Linked DNA regions of Mus musculus: region 2 is linked to region 1. A link is a contact called in public Hi-C data. All regions are on one chromosome and are shown on one strand. Each heading gives the region's core, a stretch centred on a gene start, on an enhancer-like site or on the middle of the called end of the contact. The rest is flanking DNA. Distances are from core to core; before and after follow the strand shown.

Region 1 (4,705 bases), core at 1,203-3,702:
TTCAGGTGGCCTTTGATACAGAAGTAGCCCTGGAGGCCACAGTGAATCAACCACACCTCCTGTTTCCTGGTAACACTAGACAGGGAAGCTCTACAAATGCCCCTTTATACGATATGAAGAAAAGAAAAGAAAAAAAAACAAAAAAAAAACAAAAAGGAAGTACCAGGGCTTTGTTTAGGCTAATGAAGAGAAGGCTACTTCCTCAAGTAAAATGGAAATCTTAGTTCTACTTCTGGCCCTGGGTAGAGACACATCTTACTGTCTCCTTTAAGAGTTGATTCAGAGCCAGGCAGTGGTGGTGCACGCCTTTAATCCCAGCACTTGGGAGGCAGAGGCAAGCAGATTTCTGAGCTCCAGGACAGCCAGGGCTGCACAGAGAAACTCTGTCTCGAAAACAAACAACAACAACAACAAAAACAAAAAACCCAACAACAGCAATAACAACAAAGAGCTGATTCAGTTGTGCCTCTCAGTCTCCTGCTCAACAGTCAGACCCATAGGAAGGCTGATTCACCTGAAGACAGCTAAAGAGATGGGGAAAAAATTAGGACGTGTACTGGATGGTTTTGTGTGTCAACTTGACACAAGTTGGAGCTATCCCAGAGAAAGGAGCCTCCCTTGAGGAAATGGCACCATGAGATCCAGCTGCAAGGCATTTCCTTAATTAGTGACCAAGGCGGAAGGGTCCATTGTGGGTGGTGCCATCCCTGGGCTGGAAGTCCTGGGTTCTATAAGAAAGCAAGCTGAGCAAGCCAGGGGAAGCAAGCCAGTAAGGAACATCCCTCCATGGTCTCTGCATCAGCTCCTGCTTCCTGACCTGCTTGAGTTCCAGGCTTGACTTCCTTTGGTGATGAACAGCAATGTGGAAGTATAAGCTCAATAAATCCTTTCCTCCCCAACTTGCTTCTTGGCCATGATGCTTGTGCAGGAATAGAAAGCCTGACTAAGACAGGGAGCTGGTGTACTCATGCTTTGAAGATGCCTCTCCCATGAGACAGCTGCTCCCAGAGCTTCTGCCATATGGCACTGCTAGGTCTGCCTGCGTTTCTGCATTCTAACTGAGAAAACATAACTTTTCATTTTCCTTATCTCTTTTTACAGATACTGACCGAATTCCTAAGCATGCTATCCCTGACCTCTGGCTGTCCTGAGTCCTCTCAATCACTTCACTCTGCTTTCAACACGCAGCTGCTTGCCAGCCTCCATTGGTGCACATACCTGCTTTTTCAGACCTTAACTCAGAAGGCATGGATGGCCTTTTCTCTTCCTATGTCTCAGAGAGTCAAGGTGAGATCTACCAAGGTCTGAATTACCCAGCATGTAAGGACTAGAATATGTCTCCAAGGGGTCAAAAAAAATCTCCTGAGTTCCGAATTATGAGAGAATGTAAGACTAGAATATGCTTCCCCATAAAAAGATGGAGTGATGGAGTGTTGAATGAAAGAAAGAGATACGGCAGGGCTCTCTGCTTTCCCATATTTGCCTACAAAAAGGGGCAGATTTCAAAGCTATGGTTTCCTTTGCCTGCTACAAGGGAAGACGAAGGTATGAACATTAAACGCAACTCTGACCCAAAGGGAGCAAGAGTTTGTTTATTCTGAGCCAAATATGAGTTTTCAAGGTCTATAACATGGGTTCACCTTGCTCCGAGTAAAGCACTCCACTGTGGCAGATGCTGTATAAAATTTCATAATTATAGGACAGAAGAAAGCCATAAATCAGTGTACTTACTAAGTATGTTAATGAGAGCTTCAGGCAAGAGGGCCAGAGCAGAGTGGAAAAATCTCAGATAGCATTCTTAGCTCTAGAGTGGTAGAGGCTAGAGGATAGATTTAATAATATATTCCAGAATTTTGCCAGTATTCATACGCCTGTAAGGTCATATACAGAAGCACCCTGGGCAGGTGTTCTGGGGTATATAAGACTGAGCAAGACAGTGAACAGCATTTCCCCATGGCCTCTGCTTCAGTCCCTGTCTCCTGATTCCTGCCTTGCTTACATTTTTACCTTGGCTTCCCTCAGCAATAGACAATAATCAGTACAGGTAAGCCGTACAAGTCTTTTAGTGTTTATAATAGCAACAAAAAAGCAAACTGGTGGGAAAAATCAAGGAAGACACTGGCATAAATGTTGGGCTTCCATCTGCACCCACACACATGTGAAAAAAAGACTGTATCATCCAAGGCTCATGATCTGCCCCATCCCATCTCTCTACAGTCCAGATGTTCTAGCCTCTTAACCAGCATGCGGAGTCTTCAAAACAGAAGTGGATTTAAAAACAGTTTTCCTGTCTTACCAGCTTGGAGGTGGCAACCAGGGAATCTGTTCACAAATTTTACTAACTGGATTTTCTGTTTCTCATTTGCTGAGTGCAATTGTTACCTCTAGACTCAAAGCCTTTTTTTCTATGCCCTGTCTTCTGAAAAAATTTACTGCTTCCTGTTGATAATGCGCTGTTACATGGCTTTGAGGATGCTAGTTTTATGTCCAACTTTCATTTTCTGTATTGCAAGTACTGTAGCACGTGCACATGTGTGTGTATACACGTGTGTGTGTGTGTATGTGTGTGTGTGTATACAAGTGGAACTGCAGTTCACTTCTCACATATACATATGAAATATACATTCTAATAAGCTTGTTTTTTAAAAACTAATCTATCTTTTTAAACAGAAGTTTGTCCATTCTAGCCCAATCACTCAGTAGTATCTTGTCTTACATATACTAACCAATTTCAAGTTGGACCCAGTGTGGTCTGTGCTTATAATCTCAGCTCTCAGGGGTCTGAGGCCAAACCATCACAAATTCAATGCTAGTCTGGCTTATATAATCAGTTTATGACCACCCTGAGTTAAAGTCTGACTGTGTCTCAAAAACAAACGGCAGCAACAAGAAAGAAAAGCACAGACACACCCAAATCCTTAAACTTTTGCCTATGTAAATGCTGTCGTCCATCCAATGCCCTGTTTGCAAGGATTTTAACTTCATTTTCATTAAGATCTTTATTAGTTACTTTGCTCACTGCTGTGACCATACCTGACAGGTTTCTGACAGTCACAGGCCACCATGGAAGCAGAGGCAAGATGCAGTGGCTGAGTTCGAAGCAGTGGGAACACCCAGTGGCAGTATTCACACATGGTGGCAGACAGAAGCAATGACAGATGTAACCACCGTGGCATGTCCCAAGTGGAGCCAGGCTCCAAATCCTCAACTTTCCACAACCCCTGGAGCAGCAGCAGCAGCCGAGGGCCAAGCATCCAGAGCACGTAAGCTTAGAGCACTGTGTGTTCCAACAGTAACAATCCCTAGCTGCTTTTTTTCTGTATTCACTGCAGCAGGAACTTCCTTACGCCATTCTATTAAGACGAGCAAAGAGACCCAACACTTAAGGTACTTGACTAGGGGTTGAGTGTTGGGAGTGCTTGCTGCTCATCCAGAGGACCCAGCACCCACATCAGGTGAGGGGGTGCTCTCCTCTGGCCTCAGAGGGCACACCTGTGATACACACTCACAGAGACACATACATGAAATGGAACCTTAAAAAGTACTTTCAATATAAAAGGATTCTTTAAAAAGCCTTTAGTCATTTGTATGTGTGTTTTGTCTGCGTGTATGTTATGTGTATCACACCGAGCGTCTGATGCCCAACTCCCAATAGTAAACTGTGGGTTGATAATGAGAAGACAGAAGGTTTTAGTAATAAAAATTAGCAGTGTTTCCTTGCTTTCTTCCTACTTAAACGTTTTAACTCTGCACAATAAAAAGTGTAAGTAAAAATTAGGTAACATTAATAAGTACTTCCGAGTAGTTGCACTGCCTCCCTATAAGAAAGGAATTCTCTATTTTATAGATGGAGGAACAAGAGCCCAGACCTGAGACTACACCCCTACCCACAGGGTCACATGATTGCAGGGTCACATTATTAAGAGGTGAGGCTGCCTTGCCCCAGGTCTGAGCTCTTAGGTAACACCCACCTGTCTGCATTGAGGATGGCATCTCTAGCTGCTCAGCCAGGCACAGAAGTTACCACAAACAAGAGGCACTTTTATTCCATGGGCAGAAGACTCTGAAAACACAGGCCACTTGGTGATCTTTAAGGCAGTCTTCACCGTGGCCGTACTTAGAATGGAATTACTCTCAGGGCAAGTTTAAGATTTGCCCAGAAAGGCTCACAATTCAACTGTCAGTATCTCCACTTGGGGGTTTTAATCGTGATAAGTATAAAGTTAATTTAGGAAGGTGGGGACAGGAATGTCATCCTCGGCTACCTAATAAAGTCAACGACAACCTGGCTCTGTGAGACCCCGTCTCAAAAAACAAGCAAAACAGTTCTCTCAAACTTATTAATGCTATCTTTTCATTGTTGTATGGAGACAAGGTCTTCCTGTGTAGCCCTGGCTTGTTTGGAACTTTTGATACAGTTGAGTCTGGCCTGGGATTCAATAGACCCACCTGCCTCTCCCAAGTGCTGAGAGTAAAGGGGTGTCACCGTATCTGGCTAAGACCATCCCTCTCCGTTTATATTTCCGAGAAAGTGTCAGAAAAAAAACTCTTAAGTTTAGGAGTTGAGGCCAGGCTAGGCTACACGGTTTCATCATCAGAAAGGTAGGTGTGGGGTGGGTAATAAAGCAAAATTTAAAAAGGTCTTTTAGAAATGCCAGAGCCAGTATGTTGTTTCTGTCTCCCAGAACCCAACTTAACATCTGCG
Region 2 (4,323 bases), core at 992-3,491, 250 kb before region 1:
CTCCGTTAAGTATTGACAGAGAATGTCCGTCTTGAAGTTCTCATTCAGATCTGCTCTCCGAGATGATGAATGTGGCTTTCCTGGTATTTAAAATGAGATTCAAACCACCTACCAATCTCAGGAATTTCTTGTCAGCACTCACACACTCCTTTCCTTGTCTGCAGGCTCTCCCCCAGTGGAGAGGTGTCTAGGAAGTCGATTAATGCGCACCCTCATAACCCCATAAGTGGTTGCCAGCCCCAGGAAGATGGACAATTGGGCTCTTCGCCAGATCAAAGACTTCCCATTAGGTAGTCAGGAAATGTGAAGCTTCCAGCAGCTCGCAGGCTCTAGCAACATGAAATCAGCACCACTCAGATAAATGTGGGAAACTGCTGAAAAACACGCTTTCTGTTTTTTTCAATTCCGTGTTCCATGGAAAAGGAGAATATTAAAGTGGTTGTAACATGCCAGTCATCAAGTTGCGACTACAATGATCGTAGTGGACACAAAACGACTTTAAAGGTGTTTAGTTCAACTGATGAGGCAAAGACAATATCAGAGATGGTGAAATATTCTTACGTTCCACAAGGAAAAAACTAAAGGAGATGAAAAAGTCAGTGTGCCTCTAAATGAAAGATAGAGGTTAGACTACAGTTATCCCTCATTTGCCGCTGTAAGAGGTCAGTCTACCAATAAATGCCCAGCTTCCTCCAGGGGAAAAAGTATTAACAATTCTCCCAATAGCTCTCCCACCAGCACACTGTGTCTAATGACACCCTGTCCCCTACCCCATGCCACCAAAGACTCTCTCTACTGCACAGCTGAGAGAGTCAAAAGAGCCAGAAGTATGTCTACCAGGCATCCTTGCCAAATCCCCTTTTCAACCGTGTGTGATGTCTTCCATCTATAAGATGGTTGGACATGGAGAAAGTAAGAACTGACCCAAGTCCTCTGCCATCAAGATTCTCCAACTGCAATATGTGTTTTTGGTTACCTCTGTGCTGTCCTGAACACTGGTAAACGGCATTCAACGGGGACAGCAAGATAGCTCAGTGGGTAAAGGAGATTGGCACACAAACCTGAGTTGGATCCCCAGAACCCATGGAAAAGTGAACAGATTGACCTAACTCTATAATTTGTCTTCTGACCTCCATATGTTGCATACTTTTTTTGTTGCATGTTTTTATAGTATATTCAATACTCTGACATGAATGTGTTATTTATCATCTGCCTGGTTACAGGTTCTGAGTAAGCCCATACTATAACAGGAGACAAAAACAAGCCAGGCACTATGATACTGACAGCAATAAGCCATTTTAGTGCAGACTTCTACAAAGTGTCATGGGAGTCCAGAAAAGGAAATATGTGTGTGTGTGTGTGTGTATGTATATATATATTTGTGGGAATTCAGAAGTTTTACAGGGAGGATAAAAGCCAAGCAGAGATCATAGCTTGTAGGAGGTATTTTCTAAGCAGGAAAAGATAGGACTGAGTTTGTAGCCAGAGTCAATGGTCTTAAATACAAGGGCTTAGATCCATGCTGTCCAAGAAAGGCAAAGGAAGACAACTGATGGATATGGTTAAATAGAAAGAGCTTTGTCTTATTCTACTTTGTGCTCTGATGTCAATATACCCAAGCCTAGGTATTTTAACAAAGACAGTTTTATTTGGCTCATATTTTAGGACTAGACGGTTCAATTCATATAGCACATATCAGCATCCTGGAAAAGACCCCATTCACACCATCACAGCATGACTGTGAAGCAGAAAGGGAACCAGCTATGTGCAGAAAGGGCACACATATGAGCCAGGAATGGATGGGGGCGATACAGTCTTTTTTAGTAACTACTCTTCCACTGCACAGAGAGATAATTAATTTATTCATGAAGGCGGAGCCACATGTCCTACCTTCAGCTGAGCCCTGCCTCTTGGAGGTTCTGTCATATCCCTACTCCAGGGACCAAGTGTCTGGCACATGAACCTTTGAGACACAAAGCATATCCAAACCATAACAGTCTTCCTGGAGCAGACCAGGACACACACTGTACAGAGGGCTGAGCTTTTCAGGCCATACAGTCCTGGCCATCTGAGTGGGAGAGCAAGCATTGACAGTGCATAGCTAGATGAGCATGGCTATGCTCCAATAATATTTTGTTTACAGAAACAGTGGCAGTCCGGATGTGGACAATGCTATAGTCTCACAGTCCTGTCCTAGAATGTAATACAAGACACAGCTGTAAAGGGAAACTGAAAGCCAGATCAGAGACACTCTGGCAGGCATTGCTTTGAAGCCAGGGAGACACGAATATTTCTAAGTGAAAGAGAAATGATGCAAATCTCCACGCTAAAACCAGTAACAGCAGCATCCGGTATGGATGTTTTCATACTTTGCATGGCCCAAATCAAAGCTATCTCCTTTCTGTTCTCCACTCTGCTCTGATTTCCTCAAACTGAACCTAGCTTGGTCATGTTTCCCACATAAACATAGAAGCAGGGAGATGCTCTTTTTGACCTGGAAAGCAGCACGGCACGACACATCCCGCCTGCTCTGACACACCTGAACAAAGGTCTCAGATTAAGACAGGAAGTCTCTCCTTAGAAAAAGCTCAGCCTGTGAATCCAGTAAACAGCCCACAGAAGTGGATCCCACGCTGTCCAGGAAGGGCGCTGAGGAGGTCAGTCTGCTGGCAAAGGTCCCCTTGTTACCAGTAGTGCAGCCACAAGGACATGCACAATCCATGTAACAGGGACAAATGACAGCAAGGAGGCAAGAAAGGCACCCTTCATAGAAATGGCTTTTACTTCAGACAGCAAGATAATATCTGTGTTTTGTCTACTTTGGATCATCAAGAGGGCTCTGTGCTAGGCCTCAAATCATGTGCAAGACAGTTGGATCTAGGGAAGAGGTCACTAAACTTCCTTTGACCAAGTTTATAAAGCAAATCTTTATATGTTGTGAGCCACATGATGTCTTGCACAAGTCACCCTGCAGTTGTATCCAAAAAGAACAGGTAATATGGGGACCAATGGATGGAGTAGTGTTCTAATAAAACCGGATTTTGTTCAAATTCTGAGTTAGACGGAGCTGAAGCTAAGTTATGTGTGCACAGATGAAAAGAATAGAGGTGGTAAAGCACGAGGCACGTGGGAACTTGAGGTGCTGGACAAACCAGAGAGATCCAGGAAAGAGCTGGAAAATAAGACACTGAGAACAATTACCGAAGAAGAGGAGAGGGCGTGCAGAGGCTGAGGCACACAGAGAGTCCTGGACACTGCCAGGTCTCAGGAGCTGAAGGACAGGAAAAGCCAGGTCCCCATAGGGCAATAGAATGCATTAGGGGTCTTGGCTTCTATAGTTAGAGAAAAGCATCAACAGGCTTCAGGGACTGATTGGTTTGCTCTAAGAGATTCAGAGGTGGCCATAGGCCAAGTAAATACGCCTGCACAGGAACCTAAGCAGTAGCTTAGGAAACAGTTCTAGCTTAGCTTTGGCTCCACCAACAGCCCACCAGAGTGTGGGTCTTGGTTTGTAGGAGGTATGTTTGGAATCTCAGAAAGCATATAGAAGGGGAAACTGAGGTAGAGGAGAGAGAGAAGCAATGCTGCTGTGGACGACTGGAAGTTGAGTAACTATTCTGAGACTCACTGAGGAGGTATGGGGCATGCATTTGACACCCACACATGAGGGGATGAAAGGATCTTGTATATAATCCTCACTTCTTGGATGAACGTGGGAGTTATCATGCTGCTGTTCTCTGCGCCTGTGGAGACCCTTTCTTCCCTACTGTCATTTCTACTGCTTTAATAAGATACCTTAGCAAAAAAAAAAAAAAAAAAAAAAAAAAATCAGAGGAGGAAGGAATTTATTTGGCTTGGAACTCTATGTTATAGTGCATCATTTCAGGGACGTCAAGGCAGATGGTCAGATCCTAGAGTTGCTGTCTTGCTCCAGAGTGGTCAGGGAACAACCTCTACACTTACACCATCCAAGGCTCAGCCCATAAAATGGTGCAGTCCACATTCAGGACAGATCTTTCTGCCTCAACTAACAATCAAGACAATCTTCCATACACGTGTCCACTGGCCAACATGGTCTAGATAATTCCTCGTAAGACTCTCTTCCCAGGTGATTTTTTATTGGATCAAGTTAAAGGTTAAACCTATCCAGCACACTTTGCTAGTGAAGAAAGCCACCAAGCAGAAGTAGGGGACACATATGGTGGAAGTGGGAAACAAAGGACCAGTCTACTGAGCTTCCAGACAAATGAGACATGGTACACAAAGATGGTGCACCAATAGGACTTATGGAAACTAGCCCTTTCGTTTTGTTAGAAGTAAAAC

The links. A called contact is a pair of places that touch in the nucleus more often than the background predicts.
Region 2: a Hi-C map of CD4 T cells shows a contact between it and region 1, with 2.7 times the contacts expected there. The contact joins two enhancer-like sites. A contact is called at or near these places in 1 of 484 Hi-C or Micro-C datasets (CD4 T cells) and 1 of 9 other capture datasets (adipose tissue).

What each region holds. Positions count from the first base shown.
Region 1 is chr2:71,861,503-71,866,207 of GRCm38.p6, reverse strand. No RefSeq gene overlaps it. Among named protein-coding and RNA genes, the nearest start is that of Pdk1, 9.4 kb to the left of the region's middle. Within about 2 kb of position 2,452, at least 17 of the 459 cell types and tissues checked have an H3K27ac peak or open chromatin away from gene starts, as enhancers often do.
Region 2 is chr2:72,112,224-72,116,546 of GRCm38.p6, reverse strand. The region is part of intron 4 of Rapgef4 (Rap guanine nucleotide exchange factor (GEF) 4); the gene reads right to left. Among named protein-coding and RNA genes, the nearest start is that of Gm29940, 59 kb to the right of the region's middle. Within about 2 kb of position 2,241, at least 67 of the 459 cell types and tissues checked have an H3K27ac peak or open chromatin away from gene starts, as enhancers often do.